Linked DNA regions of Mus musculus: regions 1, 2, 3, 5, 6 and 7 are each linked to region 4. Evidence: chromatin contacts called from public ChIA-PET, HiChIP or PLAC-seq and promoter capture Hi-C data. All regions are on one chromosome and are shown on one strand. Each heading gives the region's core, a stretch centred on a gene start, on an enhancer-like site or on the middle of the called end of the contact. The rest is flanking DNA. Distances are from core to core; before and after follow the strand shown. Region 1 holds the start of AI463229 (a long non-coding RNA gene). Region 2 overlaps Gm30863 (a long non-coding RNA gene). Region 3 has its middle 20 kb from the start of Gm47754. Region 4 holds the start of Ssr1 (signal sequence receptor, alpha). Region 5 holds the start of Lncbate6 (a long non-coding RNA gene). Region 6 overlaps Bmp6 (bone morphogenetic protein 6). Region 7 overlaps Gm40914 (a long non-coding RNA gene).

The links. Promoter capture Hi-C pulls out the DNA fragments that hold promoters and counts their contacts. ChIA-PET counts read pairs in DNA pulled down with a chosen protein or histone mark. HiChIP or PLAC-seq counts read pairs in DNA pulled down with a chosen protein or histone mark.
Region 1: a FOXA1 HiChIP or PLAC-seq map of pancreatic cancer cells shows a contact between it and region 4. The contact joins the promoter of AI463229 here to the promoter of Ssr1 in region 4. A contact is called at or near these places in 2 of 39 promoter capture datasets (pre-B cells and stem cell-derived epiblast-like cells) and 4 of 115 datasets of contacts at active chromatin or transcription factors (bone marrow-derived macrophages, effector CD8 T cells, memory CD8 T cells and 1 more).
Region 2: a contact with region 4 is called in an H3K4me3 HiChIP or PLAC-seq map of stem cell-derived neural progenitor cells, with 23 read pairs. The contact joins the enhancer-like site here to the promoter of Ssr1 in region 4. A contact is called at or near these places in 7 of 39 promoter capture datasets (the 3T3-L1 cell line, the C10 cell line, cranial neural crest and 4 more), 13 of 115 datasets of contacts at active chromatin or transcription factors (the SCID.adh cell line, T-cell acute lymphoblastic leukemia, astrocytes and 7 more) and 2 of 9 other capture datasets (embryonic stem cells and liver).
Region 3: an RNA polymerase II ChIA-PET map of effector CD8 T cells shows a contact between it and region 4, with 7 read pairs. The contact joins the enhancer-like site here to the promoter of Ssr1 in region 4. A contact is called at or near these places in 4 of 115 datasets of contacts at active chromatin or transcription factors (effector CD8 T cells, large pre-B cells, microglia and 1 more).
Region 5: a contact with region 4 is called in an RNA polymerase II ChIA-PET map of memory CD8 T cells, with 162 read pairs. The contact joins the promoter of Lncbate6 here to the promoter of Ssr1 in region 4. A contact is called at or near these places in 4 of 39 promoter capture datasets (the HPC-7 cell line, liver, pre-B cells and 1 more), 2 of 484 Hi-C or Micro-C datasets (B cells and bone marrow-derived macrophages), 9 of 115 datasets of contacts at active chromatin or transcription factors (effector CD8 T cells, embryonic stem cells, large pre-B cells and 3 more) and 3 of 9 other capture datasets (adipose tissue, embryonic stem cells and liver).
Region 6: an H3K27ac HiChIP or PLAC-seq map of extraembryonic endoderm stem cells shows a contact between it and region 4, with 4 times the contacts expected there. The contact joins the enhancer-like site here to the promoter of Ssr1 in region 4. A contact is called at or near these places in 4 of 39 promoter capture datasets (the 3T3-L1 cell line, liver, pre-B cells and 1 more), 3 of 484 Hi-C or Micro-C datasets (the HL-1 cell line and embryonic stem cells) and 1 of 115 datasets of contacts at active chromatin or transcription factors (extraembryonic endoderm stem cells).
Region 7: a promoter capture Hi-C map of pre-B cells shows a contact between it and region 4. The contact joins the enhancer-like site here to the promoter of Ssr1 in region 4. A contact is called at or near these places in 8 of 39 promoter capture datasets (the 3T3-L1 cell line, the C10 cell line, cranial neural crest and 4 more), 12 of 115 datasets of contacts at active chromatin or transcription factors (acute myeloid leukemia, bone marrow-derived macrophages, craniofacial prominence and 8 more) and 1 of 9 other capture datasets (pancreatic islet).

What each region holds. Positions count from the first base shown.
Region 1 is chr13:37,665,605-37,669,256 of GRCm38.p6, forward strand. It overlaps AI463229 (a long non-coding RNA gene), which reads right to left and starts at 2,131. Exons shown (of 3, transcript XR_382206.3): 1 at 1,894-2,131.
Region 2 is chr13:37,512,275-37,515,783 of GRCm38.p6, forward strand. All of the region lies in intron 2 of Gm30863 (a long non-coding RNA gene), which reads right to left. Gm29590 (a long non-coding RNA gene) reads left to right here. Exons shown (of 2, transcript XR_003950565.1): 2 at 1-147. Among named protein-coding and RNA genes, the nearest start is that of Gm29590, 5.4 kb to the left of the region's middle. Within about 2 kb of position 1,752, at least 100 of the 459 cell types and tissues checked have an H3K27ac peak or open chromatin away from gene starts, as enhancers often do. A contact at or near this core is called in astrocytes, differentiating embryonic stem cells, hippocampal neurons and 2 more, where this site is marked.
Region 3 is chr13:37,559,371-37,563,198 of GRCm38.p6, forward strand. No RefSeq gene overlaps it. Among named protein-coding and RNA genes, the nearest start is that of Gm47754, 20 kb to the right of the region's middle. Within about 2 kb of position 2,206, at least 92 of the 459 cell types and tissues checked have an H3K27ac peak or open chromatin away from gene starts, as enhancers often do. A contact at or near this core is called in effector CD8 T cells and microglia, where this site is marked.
Region 4 is chr13:37,992,951-37,996,463 of GRCm38.p6, forward strand. It overlaps Ssr1 (signal sequence receptor, alpha), which reads right to left and starts at 1,258. Exons shown (of 8, transcript NM_025965.4): 1 at 1,055-1,258. The coding sequence starts at 1,133.
Region 5 is chr13:37,538,747-37,542,234 of GRCm38.p6, forward strand. It overlaps Lncbate6 (a long non-coding RNA gene), which reads left to right and starts at 1,390. Exons shown (of 3, transcript XR_382205.2): 1 at 1,390-2,662.
Region 6 is chr13:38,448,771-38,452,392 of GRCm38.p6, forward strand. The region is part of intron 1 of Bmp6 (bone morphogenetic protein 6); the gene reads left to right. Among named protein-coding and RNA genes, the nearest start is that of 4930579J19Rik, 11 kb to the right of the region's middle. Within about 2 kb of position 2,026, at least 31 of the 459 cell types and tissues checked have an H3K27ac peak or open chromatin away from gene starts, as enhancers often do. A contact at or near this core is called in extraembryonic endoderm stem cells, where this site is marked.
Region 7 is chr13:37,481,146-37,484,791 of GRCm38.p6, forward strand. All of the region lies in intron 1 of Gm40914 (a long non-coding RNA gene), which reads right to left. Among named protein-coding and RNA genes, the nearest start is that of Gm40914, 4.3 kb to the right of the region's middle. Within about 2 kb of position 2,191, at least 166 of the 459 cell types and tissues checked have an H3K27ac peak or open chromatin away from gene starts, as enhancers often do. A contact at or near this core is called in acute myeloid leukemia, bone marrow-derived macrophages, embryonic stem cells and 5 more, where this site is marked.

The sequences.
Region 1 (3,652 bases), core at 881-3,380, 330 kb before region 4:
GCCAAGGTCATATCCTGACCTCTGTAGAGCCTGGCTTCCCAGGAGCCAGAGTCAGTACAGATAGATCCTATCAGTGCTATCATTTACAGCAGTGTCCACCCCAACCCAGCAATCAGTGCTCACACAAATATATCTGCCATTCCCTGCATCTACCATCTTGACTCCCACCCTACTCATTCTCAGAGAACCTACTCCCAGTGATAAGCCAGAGACCAGAAGCTCACCCTAGGCTCACATTTGCTAGCTCCCAATGGTTAGAACCATAAGGGCACCCATCTTAAGACTTCCTGAAATATGGCCAAGAAAATGAGTCAACAGATAAAGGAGCTTGCCACCAAGGTCTGAAGACCCAAGTTCAATTCCCAGGACCCACCCTCGGGGTAGAGCAAGGGAACTAACTCCCACAAGTTGTCCTCTGACATTTGTCCTGTGGCATACCACCTACACACACACACACACACACACACACACACACACACACGGAGTCATTTTCAAAGAACTCCTGAAAGAGCCCATCTTGACAGTGAGTACTGAGTCCCTCCCTGGAGAATATTGAGTGCTTTGCTAAAGACTACTACAGGCCTTCCTGGGAATATTGGGTCCATCACTGGCAAACACTGGGTATCTTGCTGGGGAGTAGCCTAAGGCTGTGGTGAGGTGGAGGACTCATGGGCACCATGGCAACCGCAATCCTCATACAGGCCCAAGTCATAAGAGAGAGAGGCCTTGGAAAGAAGCCTCCTGTCAAGAAAGAGGAATGAGGTTGACCTACCCAAGAGGTGAGAGAGCAGGTCAGGGAGTGAGGAGCTCCTAGAGAGGCCTCCAGTTCCCATGACGTCAGCCTCACCTTCCTTCCATGTTTCCTGAGTTCCCCGACACCATCAACAGATCCCATTTCTACTCCGGCTAAGGGAGTTTTTGTTCCTCGCCACCAACCCATTCTTGACGGAGATATCTTTCCACACAGCTGCTTTGTCTGCACCGCCCACTTCCCATTCTACCCTTCTGCGGGAATCTGTTTGCCCGTGACTATTGATACAGTCACACAGCACACAGAGCCTCGTTCTTCCCTTGAACAAATGCTGCCTGGCCTTGTCCCAAAGACAACAACCGGCAGCTCATGACTTAATCACACAACAGGTGAGCCGCGCCGTGCCAGCACTTACACCAACTTGTCTCTGACCCACTGGAATTCTTTGCCGGCTGGAGTTCCCCAGCAACAGTCCTGACCGTGTGGATTAATCTGTGGCACAACGAAGAAGTGTGTGGCACCTGTGGCCTCCAGCAGCGGGATGCATTCCAGCTGTAAGGGCAGAGCCCTGCGTAGGAGGAAGCACCGGCGAGAAGGGTTCCACGAGCCCTCAGAAGGGGCACATTCTGTCTCCTCTGGACAAGGGTTAACCACATTCTGAACCAAGCTCCCGTCTGCTACAAGTCAGCCTTTCTGCCTTTCGCTTTGGTAAAAGTGACCTTCCTCCAAGGTTTAGTAAGACTTTGACTAGAACCAGCCGTCTGTGGTTCTAAACTACTGCGCAGAACTGGACGTCCCAACCACGAACAGTTCTAGAGCTGTCTGTGCAGTCCTGCTCTCTGGGAATATGAAGGATTCTTGCACCTCGCTCTTTTCCCTCGCTCTTCCTCTTTCCTTCCACTCTGTTCCTATCTACATCTCTCCTCTCCTCTCCTCTCCTCTCCTCTCCTCTCCTCTCCTCTCCTCTCCTCTCCTCTCCTCTCCTCTCCTCTCCTCTCCTCTCCTCTCTCCTCTTCTCCTCTCTTCTCCTCCCCCTCCCCCTCCCTCCTTCCATCTTTCTTTTCTTCTCTCTCTCTCCCTCCCTCCCTCCCCCTCCTTCTCCCTCCCCCCTCCCTTGTCCAGTACTCATTTCCAGCTCTCACCTCCTCAGCTTGATGAAGGGAAGTACTTGATGGCACAGAGCTCACGAGTCCTTTTGGGAACACTTCCAAACAGGACGGACACACTGTGCCGAGGACTCTGCTCTAACAAGTGACAGCTACTTTTTCCCTTTGGATAAGGCCCACGGTTCTGACAGGCTTCAGGATGCCCCCCCTGCCTGTCCTTCCTTGAAGCTTGCTCTTTCAAGGGCCACTGTTTGCAATGGAGACTGGCACTCTACCTTAGAAAGACCAAGAGCATGTTCTTTTGGTTCAATCTTTTTTTTTATTTTATTTTAATTTTTCACTTTTAACTGATTTGTTAAACCATAAGGACTGTGCACACTTATAGGGCACCATATGGTGTTTGGTACATGCACACACTTGGTAATATTTAAAATAGGATAAGCATATCCTTTTTTCTTTTTTGTGGTGCCGGAGATGATCAAGCTCACATCCTGCACTTGCTAAACCGGCCCTCAGCCCATTTCCTTATAGTGAAACCGTTCCAAATGCCTTCTTGAGAGACTTTATACAATGCACCATTGTTTCCTCTAGCCACCCTACCACCTTGCTCCTAACCAACTGTGGCTCAGGACCCATTGAGCAATGTGTGTCCTTTATGCTGATTGGTCCAGAAATGGTAGTCACCCCAAGAACGCCACTCCTCACAGGACACCTTTTCATTCAAGCCTTGCTGTTGTTTTGTTGTTTAGGTAGTGGGGAGGTCTCATGATGCAGCCCTGGTTGGCCTGGAATTCGCTAGGTAGACAAGGTTGACTTTGAACTCACAGAGCTGTCTGCCTGTCTCTTGAGTGCTGGGATTAAAGGCATGCACCACTCCACCCAGCCAGGGTGACATGTTTTAATGAAATATTAGTATTTATTTAGTGTGTATCTGATTGTATCCCCCCTTAACCATTTCTTATCCTTTAACCCAGCCTTCCTAGAAGACTTTTGTACTTTCATGTCATTTTTTTTAATGATTCCTGAGTTTAATTAGGGTTGCTTTTGTGAGCATGGGTATGGTGACTCCCCTTTCTCCAGCAGCCATTAACTGCCAATAAACCCTCATTAGAGAATGTGGCCTTATAATTGTGTACAGGGGCCACTGGAGACTAAAGATGCTGGAATCTGGTACTGTACTGGTTCTGGAATTACAGTATCTGTGAGCTGCTCACCTATGAATGCTGGGAACTGAACTGCAGTCCTCTGTAAGAGCATCAAGCAGTCTGAGTTGCTGAGCCATGCCTCCAGCCCTAACGTCGTCCTTCTATGAAGAACCCAACCCCCAGTGATGGCTTTAATCCACTCATGATGGTGGTTCCTCCATGGCTTTCTATTTGGCCTCACCTCCCATCATGATTTTATTGGAAATGAGTTTTCATCTAGCATGTGACCTCTGGGGGTGGGGGGTGCATTCAAATCATGACACTTGTCATACTTCATTTTCAAAGGATCAAATTGGGTCCTGCTACCAAAGGGAGTGAGAAGCCACAGGCACACTTAGCCTCAGTGGCTCATTGCCCAAGTACCACTCTGCCTCTCTTCTTACCTTCCGCATCCTTGAACTATGCAACAATCCCTGGTTCGTAAATACACTAATTACTTTGTTCATCTTGTATGCTTCACAGAGTTCCCTCTGTGATGGTAAGGTTGCCTTTGTCAGTTTTGGTTACAGACTTCTTTTACTAAATAAATTCACTGTCTTTATGATGAAAATATCTACAAGAAAAAAAATTTTTAAAACCGTAGGTAGGTT
Region 2 (3,509 bases), core at 502-3,001, 480 kb before region 4:
CATCTCTCCAGTCTCCAAGCCTGCCACCTTCAAGAGTACAGAGCCGTATTGTTCCAGACATCCCTACTGGTATGTTACCACCACTACCATCCCGCCACAGAACTTCTCAAACCAAATCTCTGAACCCAAATAAACAACAAGTCTGTCTGCCTGTCTGTCTGTCTGTCTTTCATGCACACAAACGCAGAGAGACTCAGACAGACACACACACATGCACACACACACACACCCCTTTTTTGTCATTATTTTAAATACTGAGACAGGGTCTTTCTCAGCCTAGGCTGACCTCAAACTCACTATGGAGCTGAGAATTACCTTGAACTCCCGGCTCCTCTACACCAAACACACTAGAACGCACCATTCACACGGTACTGGGGATTGAATCCACGGCCTCATTCATACTAAGTGAGCATCTACCAACTGAGCTCTATACCTCCAGCCCAACCTTTCACCCTCCCTTCTTACCCTTGCCAACTGCCTTTCGGCTGTCTGTCTCTGAATCTGAGTACTCTAATATCTAACACAAATGGAATAATAAAATATTTGCCCTCTCCCCTCCCCCTCTGCACCCTGCTTCCCTTCTTGATGATAAACCTTCTTTATATTAGGTCGGTCTCATGACTTGATTTCTCAGAGGGAACGCTTTGGTGTGGGCCTGCCCTGGCACTTCCTTCAGCCACAAAACAAACAGTTGTTACACTGTTAATCATTATTTTGGAATAATGACCCTCAGAGTGTCTTCATATGTTTTTTGTTGTTGTTTAATAGCTAAGTAAATTTAAAAATGAGTGCCCTGACTGTAAATGCAGTTCATTAGGCTAGATTCCCTATCAGAGTGAATGAGGCAACCTTGGCTTTCTGAAATGATCCGAGAATCTGTCTTGGCCAGTCAAGGACAAAAGAAACACAAGGTTTCTGCAGAATCTCTAGCTGACTTTCACTTTTAGGAGCCTCACAAACACTTAAAGAAAAAAAAGCTAAATGAGGGTGGAATGAGTTAACTAGGGAAGGAGGGGAGGGGAGGGGAGGGGAGGGGAGGGAAGAGGGAGAGGAGAGGAAGAGGAGAGGGACAGGAGAGGGAGGGGAGGGAGAGGGAGGAAGAGGAAGGGAGAGGGAGGGGAGGGGGAGGGGAGAGGGAGAGGGAGAGAGGGAGGGGAAAGGGGAGAGGAGGGAGGAGAGGGAGGAGAGGGTGAGAGGAGAGGGAGAGGGGAGGGAGAAAGGAGAGGAGAGGGAGAGAGGAGAGGGGAGGGAAGAGGGGAGGGGAGGGGAGAGGGGAGGGGAGGGGAGAGGGGAGGGGAGGGGAGAGGGGAAAGAGGAGAGGGGAGGAAGGGAGGGGAGGAGAGGAGAGGGGAGGGGAGGGGAGGGGAAGGGAGGGGAGGGGGAGGGGAGAGGGGAGAGGAAGGGAGGGGAGGAGAGGGGAGAGACAATGTATCACTGATCTTTGGGTCTCTGTGATTGTATTCAGAAAGTTTCCTGCAACCAGGAGCCAAGTTCCTGGAGATAACTCTGTGTGTGTGTGTGTGTGTGTGTGTGTGTGTGTGTGTTACAAATTCCCGGGACCTCATATCTTAGGGTGGGCTTTTTCTACCCATTCTTCCTTCCAAAAAACGCAGCAGTCATATTTCAAGTAGCACGGATCTCAGAAATCTCCAGCCTTTGTCTCAGTTTAGCATAATTTATGAAATCAAGCATAGCTGAGGGCTGAGCAGAGCGGCCTAGCTTTCCGACATCAGGCAGGGTGTCTCGGCCTGCAGCAGGTGTGGCAGCCGCTCGGATTATTTGTTTTTCCAGGTCAGGTTGGCATATTTCTAGCCTTGAGCTCCGAGCAAATGTTTAAATTTCATTTTCAGTCATCTGGCGTTCCTTTCCCCAGCATCAAAGGCAGGCCCCTGCATGCTACCCTCCTAGATCCTCTGTCTTCGCCCGGGGCTGATGGGATACAAGAGATGGGAGGAGAAGAGAAAGTAAGGGCTGGGCGGGTGCTTTACAGATCTTCCTAGGAGCCGCTTCTCCGCCACATCATATTCATCCTCCGCACTCACTCTTCTCTGAGGGCTTGCTTTGCCCCAGCACTGAGTATTGGACTTGTTTATGCAGCTCAGCAGTCGCTCTTTGTGGTTGCTATAGCAACCACCAGGGGTCAGTTTATAAAGGGGGAGGAAGTCCGCTTTGGGGGAGGCAGATTTCCAGCTTCTGTGCAAAGCACAGCAGAAAACAAAAGCCCAAATACCCCGGAGGAAACACGCGGGAAAAGCGTTCTACCAGTCCAAGCATCGTGCTGGGCCTGAAGAGTCACGATCCACTGCCGCATTTCTTCCCTGCAGAAAGACCATTCCAGCTAGTGGGAGCAAGAAAGCCTCACCCTTGCATTCCCCAGATTACTCTCTCTTTCCTTCTCCTTCTGCCCTTTGGCTTAATGGCCTAAAAGCATCTGTGAGTGAACTCTCTGGCAACTACGCGTTAACTGAAAACCAGAGGCTACAAATGCTGTTCCGTTCATCTTTTTCGTAGAGACAGAGGCACCAAGTCACTGGAACCACAAATGGTGTCAAGGTCCAACCTTGACCTTAACCAAGTCTCTGTTTAGAACACCCTGGGGAGAAGGTCTCAGGATGCCCACACAGCGGAGAAGTTTTAGCACTAACTTGCTTAGCTGACCAGACTTAGCAGATTAAGAGGACCAACTAAATATGATTTTCAGAGACAAGTGATAAGAGAAAATCTGAGTTGAGTTCATTTCAACAGTTAATTTGGCCAGAAAGAAGGTTCTAGATCCAGGCAGCTCTCTAGTGGGAAGCCAATTCAGAATGTCTTCAACAGTTTGCACAGACTGCGTTCATAGCCAGAGAAAAGGAAGTGACCTACAGAAACAGCTTGCTTAGTTAGAGTCAGCATGGACCCACGCGGTTGAGTTTGGCAGTGCGTAGCCTCTGATTGGCTCCACTGCATTACTTGGTTATCAGAAAACGCTCTTAGGTTACGGCTTGCTTTCATATCAACCTAGATTTCAGTTCACCATATATGGAGACCGTCTTGGGCCAAATTTTAACATTTAAGAATGGAATCAGATTTAGGCCAAACTTATGAATTTAACACCACGAGTTACATATAACACATAAGGAAAATGAATATATCTTTGTATGCATTCTTTATAATATTAGGGAGATACGTATGCCAAGGCTAGTCAACTTTGGACTCTAGTCTTTCTTCTTTATAACCGTAAAATGTCAGGAACACAAGAGATCTTTGTTCCAAGCAAGGAAAACACAGATCACCTTTTGGAGTATTCCAAACTCTTGCATCATCGCATTGGCTGGGAACAAAATGGACGGGCATGATTTGCATATATGCAAATCAGAAACCTGTCGAAGATAGACCGCATCACTAATCTTTCCTCAGATCTTTGCAAACACCACACAAAAGTTGATTAAAAGTGTTTGGCGCTGCATTTTTCTGAGGGACTGCTCCTACTTTTTCATTAATAGTATAAAAAATCATCTTTTCTAAAC
Region 3 (3,828 bases), core at 956-3,455, 430 kb before region 4:
TGCCCAGGGTCCCCAGAATATAATCTTCTGCTGATGATCATGTAAGGGAGAGTTAAGTTTACTGGGTCTCCATTTCTTCTATGGTAAAGCAGGCTTCTCACAAGGCTATGGTAGGGAAACCTAGAAAGGGTCTGGCATCTTCTAGGGCACCTGCCTTTCAAGGTGAGCTCTCTGTGGGAATCAGCCCTGAGGGCTGGAAATGCCAGGTCAGGTTGACCTATAGCCACTGACCAGGTCTGCTTCCTGGACCATTCAGGTGCAGAGCAGAGGTAAAACGAGTCACGGGAAACTTGTCTTTCACCCCTAACTATCAGAACATCGGGAGATCCCAGTCAAGAGGAAAAATGACTGCAGATGCCCTTTGCTGAGGTCCTCGGTGCAGGCCTGTGGCTAAAGACAAGCCTGTGTCACTTTTTTTCTTTGCTTCTCACACCACCTCCCCCACTCCACCATCCCCACAAGAAGGAAGAGAAAAAAGGCCACAGCGCAGACAGGCAGGAAAGCCCCAGTCCCTCCACACTAACCACCAGTCTGGGAAGTCTCAGCTGAACAATCGTAGAACTCATCCTGCAAAGAAGAGAGGATGACAGAACCCTACCCACTGCCCCCAACCATGTGCCCTAAAGCCTCTACCCTCTCCCCCCAGAGGACAGACCTATCTACGGCCTAGACCGAGAGAGCCTTCCCTGCTCACAAGATAAGAAAATGGGGCATCCAGAACCATTCTCCTGTTTTGAAAAAGGGCAAGTACCCTAGACACGTGTGTCCAAACACCCCAGCCTTATCCCTTTCACTATGACCTCAGCATCTGGGGGCGGGGGGGGGCAGAGAGTACAGGGCTAACCCACACCTGGCTTGGTCTCTCTCTAAAGTCTCTGGCTCAGCCAATCAGGCCTCACCAATAAGAAACCTTTGTGACAGTAGCATCAGAGTCACAGGCTCCGATGTTACTATTTTTTAACATCTATTAAATGCCATGGCATGCTGAGGCCATGGGGGGGGGGCAAGGGTGGGTAGCTTTGGTGGGCTGGCAAGGCAGGAGATAAACAGATGCATGCCATTCCGGAGCTCTGAGGGAAGACGCCCCTCAGAGCCAGGGCTCTGCTTTCGTGCCTGTTGTCCTTTCTACCAGCACTGTTCTCAGAACTTTCCATCCAGCACTTGGCAATGGGATAAATCAGAGCCTGACGACTTCTTGGCTACGGCCTCACTCTGCCAGGAGCGTCAGCACCGCCAGGCACTCCCTGGTGACATGGTTGGCTCCTTCTATCCAAGCACACAGTAATAAAACAACAGCTGGATGCAGGGGCATGGCTGTGGCGTTCTTTCCAGTCACTAACTGAAACTAGCATCTCTCCTTCCCCCTCTCCCACCCCAGCCTCCCCCTCCCCCGCACCCCCTCTCCTGCCCTGGTAAAAGTCAGTGAAGGTTTTACACTGGCCCCGAAGGAAAAGCCAATAGTGTTGGAAGGGACCAGGGAGATGTATGAGTGCATGGTAGATAGGGCAAGAGGGTGGGGGGAACCAAGACTGAGCTGGAGAGGCAAAGTTCCTGGACTTTAAGGCTCCTCATCACCCTCATGCCCTGTCCCAGCACATGCTCGCCCTGCCCATCCCCCACTCCAGGGACAGTGTGGAGCTGCAGGGGTGTGAAGCTGCACACCCTGAGAATATGGAAGAAGACAGTCTCAAGCTCCACTTCTGCTTCTCCTCTGGCTTTAGGTTCCTCGTCTGGAAAAATAGAAAGTTTGGGCTTAGTAGGTAACTCAAGAGGTTCCACAAAATCTCTGTAATAACTGTGTAAGCAGTCTAGCCATGTGTCTGCCTAAACACAGTATGCAATGCCTCCTGCACCTACTGCATGCAATGAGACACCCGGCAGGCAACACAACACACACTGCCTGCCATGAAACGAGACACCCCGATCTCAACACGGTGCCCTCTGAACCAGTACAGTGCCCCTTTATGCAAAGCAGTATCTTCCAAATGCATTTCAATGGCCTCTGATTTTAGGGTGATGCCCACTGGAGACAAGGCCAGCTTCCTTCTGAGGTAATGATCTGTAGAGACAACAGGGCTGTCTGTGATTCTCCTCTGAACAGGGCTCATATCCACCCCATCCTTGCCCACAGGGCCCTGCTCTGTTCCCTGGGTTTGGCACCGAAGATACCCCCTCCCCTATGCTCACCCAGGGCACATTCTTGCTCACCTTTCAAATGACTCATAGTAGCTAGGGACAGGGTGCCCCAGAGCAAGCTGGCAAGCCAGTGCCCATCCACCCCTTCCTTCTCCAGGTACCGCCACTAGGAGCTGTCTGGCTGTCAGCTGTTCCCAAGCTCAGGGGCTCCTTGGGTTACAGAAGCCAGAGGACATGGAAATTGAAACAGGAGAAGCCACTGGTGGGGGGCCAGAGACTCCCCAGGGCAGCTATGGAAAGACAGCCCTGCCAGAATGGCCACATTATTTATTGGTTCTCTAGAGGGAAGGCATATATAGTTATAAAAAGAGACTCTTCAAATCAAACGACAACTAGATTATTCAAGGCTCTCCAAAGTATACCCCAAACATCACCATCACCCCTGTTTAATCAAAGGCCACAGCCAGGGTGGGAAGTACCTAACAACAGCCTGTCAGCATCACAGCCTTTGTTTCCTACTGGGTTCACAAGACAGGGAGCTTAGCAGGGAGGGAGGGACATTTCTGGGCCCACCCAGCTAGCCCAGGCCCCACAAGCTGCTGCTTTGCTGTCCTTAACCAATGTAGGGTTAGAGGGATATTCAAAGGCTCAAGGCATTTCTACCATTCACAAACCACAGCCCGGCTGCCGGGGAGAAGGAGGGCTAGCCAACTGAAAACGCTGTCATGTGGCTCTGCTGTTGAGTGCTGGGATGTGAAGGACAGAGCAGTGGCTGGGCTGCGAATGGGTTTCACCAGGCTGGATCAGGTGGCCGCTTTCCTGGAAACTGGCCTTCTCGTTGCTAGGCTGATAAGGCAGGGACATTGCTACCCTTGGCGCACATGGGAAACCTTGTTGACACTGAAGAAGAGCTGGGATCTGTTAACTGTTGAGACAAAGCAGAGGGCCCCTGAAGTTACTCCATATCCCAGAATAACTCAGATCACCGAGGCAGGTGTGCGTTGAGAAAGCCAATGAATCCAACCTTCAGTAAGTGTTCCAGAGACAGAGAGAAAGATGGCAACAGGATGCAACTTTGGGGCATCCTATCTTCCCCATGTCCCCCCAGATTTTAGCTTCCACCCTGAATAACTGTGGACTCCTGTAACACACATGTGCTAACCGCTCCTGACGCTAGACCCCCAAAGCAGCTGCTGGGCAGTACAAGGTACAGGAAGCTGCCTCCTGGGGACACAGATCTGTATACTAGCAGGTGTGGCTGGGAAGGCCCTGGCCCTGGAGCCTCGCTGTTTATAACTGTGATGGGGGGCGGGGCATTCGGACTTCAAAGGGTTTAGAGGTCAGGAAATGAAGCCTTTTGGCAGAACTCCAGGGACAAGTAGCTTACACTGATTTCTGCCTCCACCACCATGGTGTAACAAGGCCCCTTTATGTTGTAACTCACAGCACTTGCACCTTGCCTGCAAAGTACCCTCTCCTGGACTGTTCAAACACCCCCCTCACTCACACACACACACACACACACACACACACACACACACACACAGAGTCTTTCGTCCATCAGGTAGTCACCAGCCCTTGCATAACCTGTCACTTGAATTTTTCCCAACATTCCCTGCAAGTAGCCGTCAGCCCTCGGGGAGAGGTGAATGAAGAATTGCAATGAGAAGTCCCTAAGTCCCCCTAAAATGA
Region 4 (3,513 bases), core at 8-2,507:
AAGAAAACCCCAATGGTCTAAGGTTGTAGTGTGCATATGTGCCTTGCATGCCTGGCACGATGGAAGCCCTGGGTTCATCCCCACCACTTCATCCACGGGGTGTGGTGACACCCTGAAACCCAGCACCCCAGAGGTACAGGCACAAGGATCATAAGTTCAAGGACGTGCTAGCTAGGGCACCAACTTACAACGCAGCCAGGGTTACCTACATGAGACTCGGTCTCAACATCTGTCTTATGTCCCCACCACCACACTCCCAAGCCAAAATCCCTAACAGCTATAATTCAAAGTCATACTAGTTACTAAGTAGAAGCCAAGCACTTCTGTGTGCTTGGCCAAAGAGTTCATAACATGGCTCGTTATTTCTCATGCCCTGGGCCACAGAAACTTAGAGAAAGAAAAGGAATTCTTTCTGGTGACCACTCAAACTAGTTGTTTTTATAAACTAGCAAAATTAATGGACATGGCGGGCAAGGGGGAACAAGTTTCTACGTTTTTACATTCTGCCAAGTTTTTAGCCCAGGTCAATCGTTGGAAAGAATAAACTTACAAAGCTCGAAATAACTTTTTCGCAGCATATTTTCAACCAGCAAAAACTGGCTGGAAAAGGGAGGGGAGGGGAGAGAAATTAGAAAAGGAAGGAGGAGGCCATCCGGCCATACTCTACGGTAGCGGCTGACAAGCAGCCGGAGGAAGGGGACGGATTTGGACACCGAGCCTCGCGGTCCACACAGACCGCGATGGGCGAGCGAGGGGGCCGGGCGAACACGATCCACGCGCCGAGGAGAAGAATCTACAGTGGGCGAATGAATGGAGGCGCGCCGGCGTGTGGCTAGCGACACGTCAGCGCAGAGCTTGGGGACGGGCGGCCCGCGGCGAGCGCGGGCGGAGAAGCGAGGCCGACCCTGGCGTGGGTCCTGCGGACCGCGGGCTTCGGGCCCGCGCTCGCTGAGGACGCCGAGCTGCGGGGGGTCCCGGGGCGGGGGATAGCATGGCCCACGAGAGCCGGGCCGGGGGTCGGCCGCGGTCCCCAACCCAGCCCCGCGTCTCTCACCTCCGGGGCCGCCTCGGAGCAGCACGGCGGCGGGAAAGGCCAGCAGGAACAGCAGCAGCAGGCGGGGGAGGAGTCTCATGGTACGGCCGGTCAGCGTCCGGTGCGGGTCCGCTAGGGCTCTCGGAGGCTCTGGCGGTAATGGCGTTACTCTTCATCCGGGCCGCGGTGGAGGGGCGGGGCACGCACGCACGCGCGCCATCCGTCGCCCCTCCCCGCCACCGTCGACGTGGCCTCTAAGCGCCCAGGGGCGGGGCCTGCGGGCCGGGAGATCACGTGGCCGGCGGTGGCGGGGACCAGGGGAGCCTACGGGCTCCCGCGAGAGCCTAGCTGAGCAGGCTTATCTCTTCCAGATGCTTAGCATCGCTTTGTCCCCCGTTGCTTTGAGGGGCCAAGGAGTGGAAACTTCCCGCATGTGTGGCAGTTGAAAGACAGAAAGTAAAGGATATGGATAACGACAAAATAAATAAATAAAAATAAAAAGCCGAAAGTGATGTCTCACATTGTAACCCCAGAGTTTGAGAGATGGAGGCAGGAGGATTGCAGCGAGCTGGAGACCAGCCTGGGCTATGTAGCGAGTTCGGGGCAAGACTGGGCTACAGAGTTAATACCTTGTCACAAAATTCTACCCCCCCTGCAATAAACAATCGGAGTTCTGGAGTTTTATTCTTTTAAATTTGACTGTCTCTCTGGTGTATAATTGCCAGTGCACAGATAGATGTAAAGGTCAGTCAAAGGACAACTTCTAGGGAACTGATTCTCTCCACATTTTAGATGGGTTCTGGGCTTGAACTCTGATCATTAGAGGTTCAGTTCTGTAATTTTTCTTAACAACCCAAACTTAGCAATTACCTAGCCTTTCTGCAGTTTCTACGCCAAAGATCTCACTTCTGGCATATTTCTGGCAACTTCAGCTGGTCAGTGTGAAACACTCGGGATGTAGTGGCTGCGCTGAGAACCTCCAGCCACAATCCTGATTCAGGGACTGTCTTGGTTACTTTTCTGTTGCTGTGAAGAGATACCATTACCAAGGCAACTTATAAAAGAAAGTGTTTGATTTGTAGGCTTGTTTACAGTCTCAGAGGGTGAGTTCCTGACCATCGCATCAGAGAGAATGGGAGCAGGCAGGCAGTGCTAACGTGGAAGCTGAGAGCTTATATGTTCAGCCCCAAAGGACAAGGCAGAGAGGTAAGTCCAATGGTACGGACTTTTGAAACCTCAAAGCCCACACCCAACAATGCACCTCCTCACATAAGTCCTTACCAAACAGTTCCACCAACTGGGATGTAACATTCAAACACAAGCCTACTGGGGCAGTTCTCATTCAAACCACTACACAGGTTAAGCAGCCACCAGGATCATTGGAGCCTCTGAGCCACAGAGGGACAAATAAACTCCCCTCAGAATTGTTGAAGATGACTGAAGTGGAAGTCACAGACCATATCTCAACTTAATTAACCCCAGTAGGTTCAGATCAGATGAACACATGTCTGACCTGAACAGGGGAAAGAGACTGTCTATAAATTCTATGAACATTAAGGAGTCAGAAGTGCCACCACCTGAAGTCAGACCTCAGAAAGGGAGACAGTGAGATCTTCGGTACAAGGACAGTGTCTCTGTACCATCCCCTCAGTTACAGTCCTTGTCAGTTTCTTGTGCCAGGAGACACTCCCGGGTTAAATACGAGGATCTTGGATATTTGATGGGGTTGAAGACTAATTATAGTCTCACAAGCAAACTTAAGTTGTTTAGCATTGAAAGAGATGATATAGATTTGAAAGGATGTTTTTCAGATGGTAATGTGTACTGGCTGGTTTTGGGTGTCAACTTGACACAAGCTGGAGTTATCACAGAGAAAGGAGCTTCAGTTTGGGAAATGCCTCCTAGAGATCAGGCTGTGGGGCATTTTCTCAGTTGGTGATCAAGGGGGTAGGACCCATTGTGGGTGATGCCATCCCTGAGCTGGTAGTCTTGGGACTTGCTTGTAAGAGAGCAAGCCAGGGGAAGCAAGCCAGTAAGTAACATCCCTCCATGGCCTCTGCATCAGCTCCTGCTTCCTAACCTGCTTGAGTTTCAGTCCTGACTTTCTTGAGAGATGAACAGCAATGTAGAAATGTAAGCTGAATAAACCCTTTCTTCCCCAACTTGCTTTTAGGTCATGATGTTTGTGCAGGAATAGAAACCCTGACTAAGACATAATACAAGCTAAAATCAGAACATAATTCAGGTATAGAATGGTAAGCTCTTTAAGTTAGGGTAAAAGGTAAAATACTGTATATAGTTAATAAATATGATGGACTGGATGTTAATTGTATATCATACTTTGTAATTTACGTGTTATGGTTATGCTCAAATTATGTCTAAGAGTTTTTTTTTTAATTTGGACAGAAAGGATGAAATTTGGGAATTGGTTTTAATGCTTTGAATTAATCCAGTCTCCCAAGTCGGGAATATGCTGAAGG
Region 5 (3,488 bases), core at 140-2,639, 450 kb before region 4:
CGGATGAGGACAAGTGACTGGATCCTAAGGGCTCTGAGCTAATCAGTGGATTAACCAACCCCTTGATGGATTTATAATTTGGAAGCATGGCTTGGAGATGCTACAAAAAGTAAGAGGCTGCTACCAGCCGGAGTATTAGGTCGCCGTGGGTGACTCTGTGGTGTTGTATCTTGACCTGGTCCTTCCTGTACCCATCTCTCAGCTTCTGCCATGAAGAAGCTTTTTCATCCCGCCCTCCCACCTTCACGATGCTCTGTCAAGAGAATGGAGCCAAGCAGCCACAGACTGACGCCTCCGAAGCTGTGAGCATCAGCAAATCTTCCCTCAAGTTCTTTACATGGGGCACTTTGTCACCACCATAAGACTAGCCAATCTACAGGCCAGATGCCAGCTCCTCCGGAATAGTTTCCCATAAGCCCTTTCAGCCCGCGTTAACTGACTGACAGGTGTCCCCATCACCCTCTTTCTCTGGCAGGCCTATTTTACACTATAATATTGTTCTGTTAGCATTGCAGGTTCCTCATTAGGCAGAAATAATATCATAATCCTATGTTCCTTGCACATGATCCAGATGAATTCTCCCTCTATTCCTGCTTCTCACACGAGCTGGTGCACACACACACACACACACACATACACATACACACACACACACACACACACACACACACAAGCACACGCACACGCACACACACACACCACTGCTACTACACCAGTAGAGACTCTTTGCCCCCCTTCCCAATAAAGGATATGCACTTTCCAGGGGGGCTCAAAGGGTCTAATTCTGAAACATAAATAGTGTGTATATGCTGGATCAGTTCAGAATCTATTATATCCAAAGGAAAAATTGTGGATCTATTTCTAAAAGTTTCCTAGTCACTTCTGAAGATAAATTTTGCATTTAAGAAAAAACTCAGAGTAGAGAGCTAGAAAGATGGCTCAGCAGTTAGTTGTGCTTACTGTTCTTGCAGAGGACCTGGGTTCAAGTCCTAGCACCCACATGGCTACTCACAACCATCTGTAACTCCAGTTCCAGGGGATCTGACGCCCTCTTCTGACTTCCACAGGTACCACGTATGCCCATGATACACATGCATACATGCTGGCAAACCATTTTTTGTGCATAAACAAACAAAGCCAAATAAAGTAAATAAAATTAAAAAAGAAAAAACAAGTAGGAATAGGAGATGTAGCCCAGGAAAGTACATGCCTACCACCTTCGGGACCCTAGGCTGAACCCTTAACACTGTAAAAATAATAATAATAATAATAAATTTTAAATATTAAAATGAATCAGAAGCCAGGCATGGTGGTACATGCCTTTAAACTTAGCACTTGGGAGGCAGAGACGGTAAATCTCTCTGAGTTTGAGGCCAGCCTGGTTTACATAGTGAGCTCTAGGCTCCTCAAGGCTACAGAGCAAGATCACATCTCAAAAGACACAAAAAATAAACCACAGTAATCCTTTGCGTTTGCTGTCTTGCTTTATAACTGCATTGTCTGATATGAGCGTATTTGTAACTGCAGGTAACAGAACACTGAAAATTAGAGTCCTTGGAGAAATAGCAGCCACCTAACTCAGTTAGCCAATGAGAGCATGTAACAAGGGTACCAAGTCAACTGGGGCAGGACTGGCCTTCACCTTCAACACCACTCAGTGTTCGTATCTCTCACTGCGCAACGAGTTTTGTTTGGTTTTTCATTTAAGAAAAGCAGACTTGAGGGACCTGGGGAAACAGCTCAGTATGTAAAGTGCTTGCACGATCCCCTGCACCCCCATAAGAGCTAAGTGCAGTGCTGCGCCTGTGATCCCAGGACTGGGGATGAAGAGGCAGCGGGATCATTGGGGCTTGTTCCCAAGGTCTGTCAAAAATGGAGCTCCAGATTCACTGAGAGGCCCTCTCTCTAAAAAGTAAGGAGGATGGAGCTGAAGGTTTTGAGCATCAGCTGCTCATCCAGAGGACCTGGGTCCAAGTCCCAGCATCCAACATGGATGCTCACAACCATCTGTAATTCTAGTTCTTGGAGATCCAATGTCCTCTCCTGGCCTTCAGGGTCATCAGGAATGTATGTGATGCAAAGACACTCGAGCATGCAAAACACCCATATATATAACAATAAGTGTGTGTGTGTGTATGTGTGTGTGTGTGTGTGTGTGTGTGTTTTAATGAGGAAAGTAGTTGAAGAAGATGCTCAGTGTCACTCTCAGCTCCCCAGGCACTAACACATATGCAGAGGGACACACACCTGTGCTTGCACACAGAGAAGTAGATCTGAATATATGAGTGCCCACCGGTGGCCAGCCAGGGATGCTCTCTGCAGCCACACCTCAGTACAATGATCACAGCATGGGACATGGATGCCACTGGGGTCCATTCTGAAGGACAGCTCTGTTTCCTGCCTCTGGCCAGCATCTGTGGTCAGGCAAAGCTACGAGGAAATACAATGAAGGTCAGTTTAACAAAGACCCCAGTGTGGGTGAAATTTAACACCACAGGAGACAGACTGTGGGAGGAGGAAGAGGAGCCCAGAGCCCCAGGCTCTGTGGAAGAAATGGGGAAGGGTCAGAGAGGGAACTGGAAAGAAGCCTGATCCCACTGCAACCTCTACAGCCAGACTGCTGGAGACTTCCGAAAATGAGGCACACCAGGCACAGACAGTGGTAAGTGCTTGCCATTCTAGCTCCTTGGTATCCCGAGACTAGAAGAGGAGGAGGAGGAGGAGGAGGAGGAGGAGGAGGAGGAGGAGGAGGAGGAGGAGGAGGTGTCCAGCGTTCAGAGTTTAGGACCAGCCTACTTTTTTTACACAGTAAAAAAGTCTCTCTAAAAATATGTGTGAACATACACCACACACACACATGAGAGAGAGAGAGAGAGAGAGAGAGAGAGAGAGAGAGAGAGAGAGAAATACAGATACACAGAGACAGACAGACAGACAGAAAGCCAGAGAGAAAGAGAATGACACCCACTGCCCCGGGGGGAGGGACATCTGGCCACAGTAGGTCCTTTTCCAATGAGTGACATTTCCTTGACGTGTCTGAGCTGACAAATGCTCTGCCACAGAACCTGACAATGGAGCAGACTCCTCCTCCGAGGAGCGGATGCCCTCCCTGGCAACTGGTGGTTTTGGCTCTCACAGGTCTGGGGGAAACCACAAGGCTAGTTTCTGTTTAGTTCAGGCTACCGCTAGGTGGAGAGGGTGGCTCTCTTCCTGGCTTTTTCAGCCCCTGGTACATGCTGTCACAGGAGAAGCTTAGAGCCAGGATAGGGGCTATCTATCCCTTGGTCACGAATGTCTTGAAGACTGGAAAGGTTTTAATTTATATTTCCTCTACCCTTACTCCCCCTCCCCGCCCCCCAAGAAGCTTTTCTGGAGCAAATAAGGCCACATCGCATCAGTGTCCTGAGGAAGAGTCATGCAGATTGGGTGTACTCAGACCATAGACCCTCCAGGCATGTGGGAGTCGGGGGTGGGCAGAAGATGGGCAA
Region 6 (3,622 bases), core at 776-3,275, 460 kb after region 4:
GATTCAGCCTGTGCTTGGTGTCCTTAGAAGCCCAGTAATGGCCTTTTGAGTTTATTTCTTGGGCAGACATGAGCTACGTGGAGTGTGATTCGAGATTGCGAAGGTTGTTTGTTAGCACGTCTGGTAGGTATTAAGTGCTCTGAAAATGTTTGTTGCTTTGATGAGTTCTGGTCAAATGTGGAGAGGCAGTGTGTCCTGGAGCAGGCTGAGGGCAGTTCTTTCCCACGTTGAGTCACAGTGCACTTTCAGGGAGGCTTCCCAAGGAAGCTGGGAGGGAGAAGATGAAGGAGGAAGGCCCTTCACTAAGACTTTGAGATTGCTTCACCATCTGTGGAGGTGGGTGACGCCTCCCTGGGGGTCTCTAGTCATCACCATTGGGGCACCCGGACTTTTGCGTCCTGACAAAGACAAGGCTCAATCCATTTTTGCCCCCCAAGTTTCCCTTTGCCTGAATGCAGTGAATTGAAGACAAAGGGGTTTTCCATCGTGTTGTTTGAAGGGCATAGAGCTTCATGTAGCCACATAGCTGAGGCTCTTTGAGATTAAATGTCAGCCTGTCCAAGAAAATAGACCCCAGCTTTAAGTTTTGTTTCCATTGGCATTTTGTTTGAGGCCATAAAAACCAATGGTAAAGTGACAACACAGACAAGAAAGTCACACAGGCGTTCCGAAATCTCGTTTTGCTTGCTCTGTACTTTCTGGCTTAGCCCTGCCTAATCATACGAGGTCTCCAGCATAGCAAGGCGGGGGAAGGCAGGTGATGTAGGTCTTGAGACTACACAGTCAGCAACGTCTGGGGTTGGTGGACCATAGTGTTGCCGTCCCATACAACACTCCCTCTCTGTGGCCAAGCCTGGGCGGGTGGGTTCCTCTTTGGTTCAAAAGGGAGCTCTCAAAAGCCAGCCTGTCCCTCCTTACTCCGTCAGTCAGGTCCTTCCATCCCAGTCAAATCCTTTCCAGAATAGGCGCCATGCTTGCTTTCTTGTGTTCTCCATCTTGGGCAGATTATTCCCAGCTGTTTTCTTGGGTTCCCCATGGTACCACGGGGAGCCATGTCTACCTGGAGAGGCTCTCCCAACACCTTTTGCCAACCTAGATTTGAGTTCCCCAATGGCAAACTGTCCTTTGCCGTTTATTCCGTCCTGGGTTCTTCTTGTCAGCTTCCGAGAAGAGAGACCATTAGTTGCTGGTTGCTGTTTCGTTGCTTTGGTAAAAGAATTGGTGGGAAATATAGTTGGTTGACGACGGTTTGCATAATTGCTGGTGACTTATTCCCGCCCACCTTTTACCTTGCTTCTTGCTGATACCAGACAGAAAGAGACAAGTCAAGGCAAAGTGCCAGCCGTGTGGGCATCAAGATGTGACACCCCATTGTACCAAGTGTACATTGTTGTGTTTTGTAAAAAGATAAGAGAGGATCCAGGGAGATGTTTGGTTGAGGGCGCAGTCTGGTGTGGGGGGAGGGGGTCCCTCTGTGGGCCCATGCTGAGGCAACCCTTTCCTTGAGGTACCAGCCAAGATGCAGTACCAACACACCTCATTTGTAAATATGAAGTTAGGGTGATCGTACGCTGATGAGGAGTGGGCTCTAATCTGTGTGATTGTATGCCTTTACTGCGTGGCTGATGCCTTTTGTTGGTACAGTACATTCTTCCCAGGCGCATGCTTGGCGCATGCTCATTGATATCCTCAACAACCCCGCCTCCTTCCTCCTACATCACCTCTCACCCTTTTATATTCAGTGTTGGGGAGAGATCTCAGGTCTTCCACATGTTCCCCGCAGCAAGTGCTCTGCCACTGAGTTACCCAATCCCCCCCAGCCCTGCCTGTCCCCTTTCCGCTCTGTGGACGTTGGCTCTTTATTATCTCAGAGCTCTGGTGAGGCTGGAATGTTGCTCTCAAGAAACCCCCAGGTCAAAAGTCAAGTCCGAGATGCTTGCTGCCCTCGGCCTATCTTTACTGTTCTGCTCCGCTCACTCCTGCAAACCTGCGGAAATGCCTGCTTGCTGATCTCATCCTCCTGTGATCTGAGACCTTGTGACTTAGCCAGGGGGAGGTGGGGAGCCACCCACCCTGTGGACCCTCTCCTATGGGCGAGGACCTGCTGTGCTTCTGGGAAAACAGAATGTCAAGTGAACAGTTTAGCTTGGACCGGGTCCGGAGGCAAATCGGTCACTTCACACGGGGATCCTCTGTCCATTGTGTGGTCAGGAGGGGAAAAAAAAAAAAAAAAAAAACCCGAAGTGAATCACCAGAGCGAAGAATGCGCCGTCTGGTGTGGGCCGCAATAATAAAGTATAATGTTTTGAATTAGAGCAGAGAGGGAGAAACTGAGAAACCTTTGGCTGGCCACTTTGTTGTTCCCATTGTTCTGCTCTGCTCCCCTCCCCTCAGATATAGGCTTGGATAAGAATGCACTTCTCCAGCCTGGTTTTTTCCTAAGCTCAATCCTGAAGTGACATGGCAAAGTCATGTTAGACATGGGCATTATTGAGGAGCAGCAGATCCAAAAGTCACATTTCACCAACGGCCCCGGGAAGCTGAGATGAGACACTGTGAGAGAACAGGCTTCAACTCAACCCAGAGCGTATTTTCCTTACCCCACGTTAATTAGTAAATCAAAACCAAATGAAAAACTATAAATAAGAGCCTGCCACTAATCTGTCACACTTGAAAGGTTCCCAGATTAATTTTTCTTCCTGGCTCTATGTTACTGATCGTGGTCGCCCTGTAGGAGGGAAAGGATTCCCAAATGCCTTGGTAGGCTGGCATCTCTGGGGGCCTCAGGAATAGGACAGCTTTACAATAGCATTGCTCTGGTCAGGACTACCTGGTTAGCTGAGAGGTTACGTTTCTCTTGAGACAGCAAAGTGGAAGCGACAGGCTGTGGATTTTTCTCTCCTCCAGCGTTCTGGGGTGTTCTCTGTCTTGTCTGTTTCCAGTCAGATAGTCTCACACTTGGCCCCAGTGAGTTTGTATGAGTTTGGCCAAGCAGAGAATGTTACCTTTTCAAGTACATTGAGAATCCAACAGGGCTGCACAGAAGCAGCTCAACTGAGTCTTGGGGACTTGGGGGGGGGGGGGGGGAAGTACAGAAAAGGCAAGCCATTCTCTTGGAGCCATGTTGGGAGAAACATTTTGTTAATGTTTTTGCAGGGGCCTGGGATCCAAGTTTTGTCTATTAAAGGAAAGGAGAGGCCCTGGTCTGTTTGTATGCAGATCGCATAGCTGGACTAGGAAGCTCTTTGCACCGCCATGGTGGTGTCTTTTCATTCCATGGTGGTGTCTTTTCATTCTTGGGTTTAGAGCCCACACCCACACACCCCCACCCAGGCATCAACACACAACCCTGTGAAGACCTTCACCATCATCTCATGATGCCTTGGCTTTTAGTTTGGCTGGAAAATATTCCCGTGTGTGAGCTTGCTGTTGTCAGGCCAGCCTGTGCTTGAGAAATGCAGTCCTGCTGCCTTTGGGGGTGTCGTCCCCTCACTGGACAAATGCACACTGCTACCTGCTACAGGCTGCGGAGGGACACGAGCCAGCAAGGGCAGGCACACACTGGAAGATCTAGTCAAACTAAAGGCCACCAGGTGATGGCACCAGGTGACGAGGGTCTTAA
Region 7 (3,646 bases), core at 941-3,440, 510 kb before region 4:
GGAAGGAAGAGAGATGGGGGAACAACAAAGGAGGAGGAGGAAGAGGAGGAGGACAAGGAGGAGGACTTTTTGTTTTTAAGTTTAGCTTTTTTTGAGTGTTTTTCGTTTGTTTGTTAGGGTTTTTGTTTTGTTTTGAGAGAGGAGCTTATTGTTTACTCATTATGTAGCTAAGGCAACCTTTGAACTCACAGACATCCACCTGCCTCTGCCTTCCTCCTAGTGCTAGGATTAAAGGCCTGCATCACCATACTGGACCCTTAATGGACTTCTCTCAGACTTGTTCAGCATTATGAGAAAAAGGAGGAGGGGGAGATGATTCTGGGAGATTGAGCAGCCAAAGGATAAAACTGTACTCATTTCTCAACAGCAAGCCTTTGCAACCTAAGCTCCCGAGTAAAAATTTTTTAAAAAGGCAGGCTTCTTTTCCCTTCCCACAAGGGAAAACCAGAAGGGGTGGACCACTAGCCCTCTTGTGAAAAAGATGCTCCATCAGTTCATTCAAATTCCAGCCCAGCAGGTCCACTTCCTGCCTCTCCCATCCTTTGTCCATCCTGCAGAGGAGCGCTGTAGTTTGCTAGCCCCACACAGAACTCCCTAGGGCCATTCCCTCGCTCCTTGGTGACCCTCATCCCTCCGTGGCCACCAACCCTCAACCCCCCCCCCAAAAAAACTAAGAAAGTCCACCCTGCACTCCATCTCAAAATGGCGTTCCCTCCCCCAGCTCCCCCCCCCCCCCAAGAAGCCTCATTCCTCACAACATTCTAAGCTCCAGGGCTGTAAGTTTTGCATCCTCTTTTCTTCCCAGCCAGTCGTAGTGTATATTCACACCATTCTCTCTGGGCCAGATCTCAGCTGATGGGAGCAAAACCCTGTCTGTCTGTCTGCTTTCAGCTTGTTTCCATTCCATCCAGGGCCAAGCTTCCCAACTACCAAAATAGGCAAGTGTCCCAGGTTTTCCTGCCGTACCTCTAACCTTGGTTCCTTGATTAAGTACTTGGTTCCTCTCTACACAGAACTGGACTCTGTCCAACTTGTGTCTCTAGGTCTTCAAGTGTTCACTCAGGAGATGTTTTTTTATCCACAGGTCCCTGTTTACCATTGGAGTTGGTTCTTAAGGATCCTCAGAAAGCATCAGGGGAGGGAACCCTGGTCCACAGCTCTTGCCCCACCCCACCCCGATCCAGGCAGGAAAAGGAAGCCCCTTTGTATGCACAACTTGCTGACAATTGCTGGCTCTTGCCAGAGTGGCTTTCCTCTCTCAACATAGGAAGCTGCTAAGAACTGCAACAGGGCAGAGACAGAGAGAGACAGAGAGAGAGAGAGAGAGAGAGAGAGAGAGAGAGAGAGAGAGAGAGAGACAGAGAGAGAGACAGAGAGAGAGACAGAGAGAGAGACAGAGAGAGAGAGAGACAGAGAGAGAGAGAGAGAGAGAGAGAGAGAGAAAGGAGGAGCTGTCCCTTCCGAAGACAGCAGGGTTGCAGAGGCCGCACAAATGCTACTGTGAGTTATTTCGGGACCAGCAATGAAACACCGAGCCAGTCTTTGCTCTCTGAGCCAGCCACACCAGCGCGGTTCGACTTTTGACATCTTTTCCCTGTGACGAGAAACGGCTGGCTCTTTCAGCAGTTATAGGGGAAAGGGCCTGCTAACCAAAGGGAAGGAAACCCACACCACAGACCCTACAGGAAGGAAGGCCTGCGCCTGGAAACTCACAGGCAGGAGCCATTAGAGGGCAGCAAGTGTCTGGGAACCCAGGCAGCAAGAATCTCTCTCTCTCTCTCTCTCTCTCTCTCTCTCTCTCTCTCTCTCTCTCTCTCTCTCTCTCTCTCTCTCTCTCTCTCCCTCCTCCTTTCAATTACAGGGTGTCTCTAAAGGCAAAGCACCAGGCTCCAGCGTCAGCAGAAATACGAGTTGGAAAGACCCAGACCCAGGCTGTTGGAAGGGAAGGCACCCTCCAATCCCCAAAGCAGGCCCCTCTTGGCAAGGTCGAGCAGTGGCTGTGCAGGTCTCACCCTTACTGCCCCGGAACCCCCCTGGGTCGAGGACCCTGGCAGAACCAGCGCTGCTGTGCAGAGAGAGAGAGGGTGGGGAACTTGGGCACCCAGCCTTTTGTGTCACTTTGCTCCTTGGCCTCCTGCAACTCTAGGACAAAGGAGCGCCTGGGAGCTGCCAGCAGCCTGGGGGCACCACTGGGTTTGACAAGGAAGGACGAAACCTGATCCCTGCCAACGGGACAAGTCCTTGTGCTGTTCTGTGAGGTGACCCAGTTCTGAGACCAGACCGCTAGGCTCTGATCACACTGCATCTCTCACACACCCTGCTCGCACCCCTCGGCCTCCGAGGTAAGACCGTCGCATCCTTCCTTCCACCCGGACAAGTGAGAGCTGCCACTGGGGCGTCCCCTGCGGCAGCAGCTGCACACTCTAAGGTGTTGTGTTTTATTAAAAAATAAATAAATAAATAAATAAGAGCCAAAGATATGTTTGATAGAGCCAGGTATGGTGAGATGGGAGGGGTGCCTCAGCTAGCCCATGCTGAGGCATCCCCTAACCCCTGAGGTACCAGCCATAGGATAGTATGGAATAGAGTTTATTTAGGGCAGGGAAGGGGATTTGGGAAAGGAGTAGAGGGGGCGGGGGAAGAGGGAAGAGAGTTGAGGAAAGGCTGGCCAGGAACATGTGGAAAGAGGGGGAAGGGGGAAGGGGTCAGGAAGAGAAGGCGCAGAGCAAGCAGCCCCTTTTATATAAGTAAGCCAAGCCTACCTGGCTGTTGCCAGGTAACTGTGGGGCAGAGCCTAGAAGGAATACTAACATTCCTCCGTTTTGATTTAATTTTTTACAAAGGAAAAACTAGAAAGAGGTGATGGTAAAGCAGGAATCGGGTCGCCGTAATTTTTAGGGGCTTCCTGCGGACTTTGGGGCAACATGTCTCTGGGAAACCTAAGAAAATGGGTGTATGGATGTTGGTCTTAGGAAAGCTGGCTGTTTCCTTGCTGTCCAGGGTCTGTGGACCCATCTGTGAGTAGGAAGGAGTAGGCCCAGCAGCAGCGGCAGTGTCTGTGAGAGTAGATTAGCACATCTGTAGGTTACTTCACTGGAACGGTCCTGGATGTAGATTTTGAGTAAACACCTGGACTTGAAACACCCAGCTCTCCTAAGACTACACTCAGGGGAAAGGGATGGCTCAGCATAGGCCTGCAGAGACATCCTTGGCGCTCTCTCTCTCTCTCTCTCTCTCTCTCTCTCTCTCTCTCTCTTTCTCTCTCTCTTTGGTTTTTCAAGACAGGGTTTCTCTGTGTAGCCCTGGCTGTCCTGGAACTCACTCTGTAGACCAGGCTGGCCTCGAACTCAGAAATCCACCTGCCTCTGCCTCTGCCTCCCAAGTGCTGGGATTAAAGGCGTGTGCCACCACGCCCGGCTTCTTTCTCTCTCTTTTTTTTTTTTTAAATAGAACACAATGTAAGGGACCCAGGGGCAGCTAGGAGTGGTTTCCTGCCTATCCTGCCAAGGAGCCTCTTTATATTTTACTAAGGCTTCTACCAGGAGAAGGCTTCTGGACTCTAATTAGAGCCCAGTCGGGGTAGGTCACTGGGAGACAGCAATTGAGGGTCTGGTGCAATCTGGTTACTCATTTCTTTCCCCAAGCC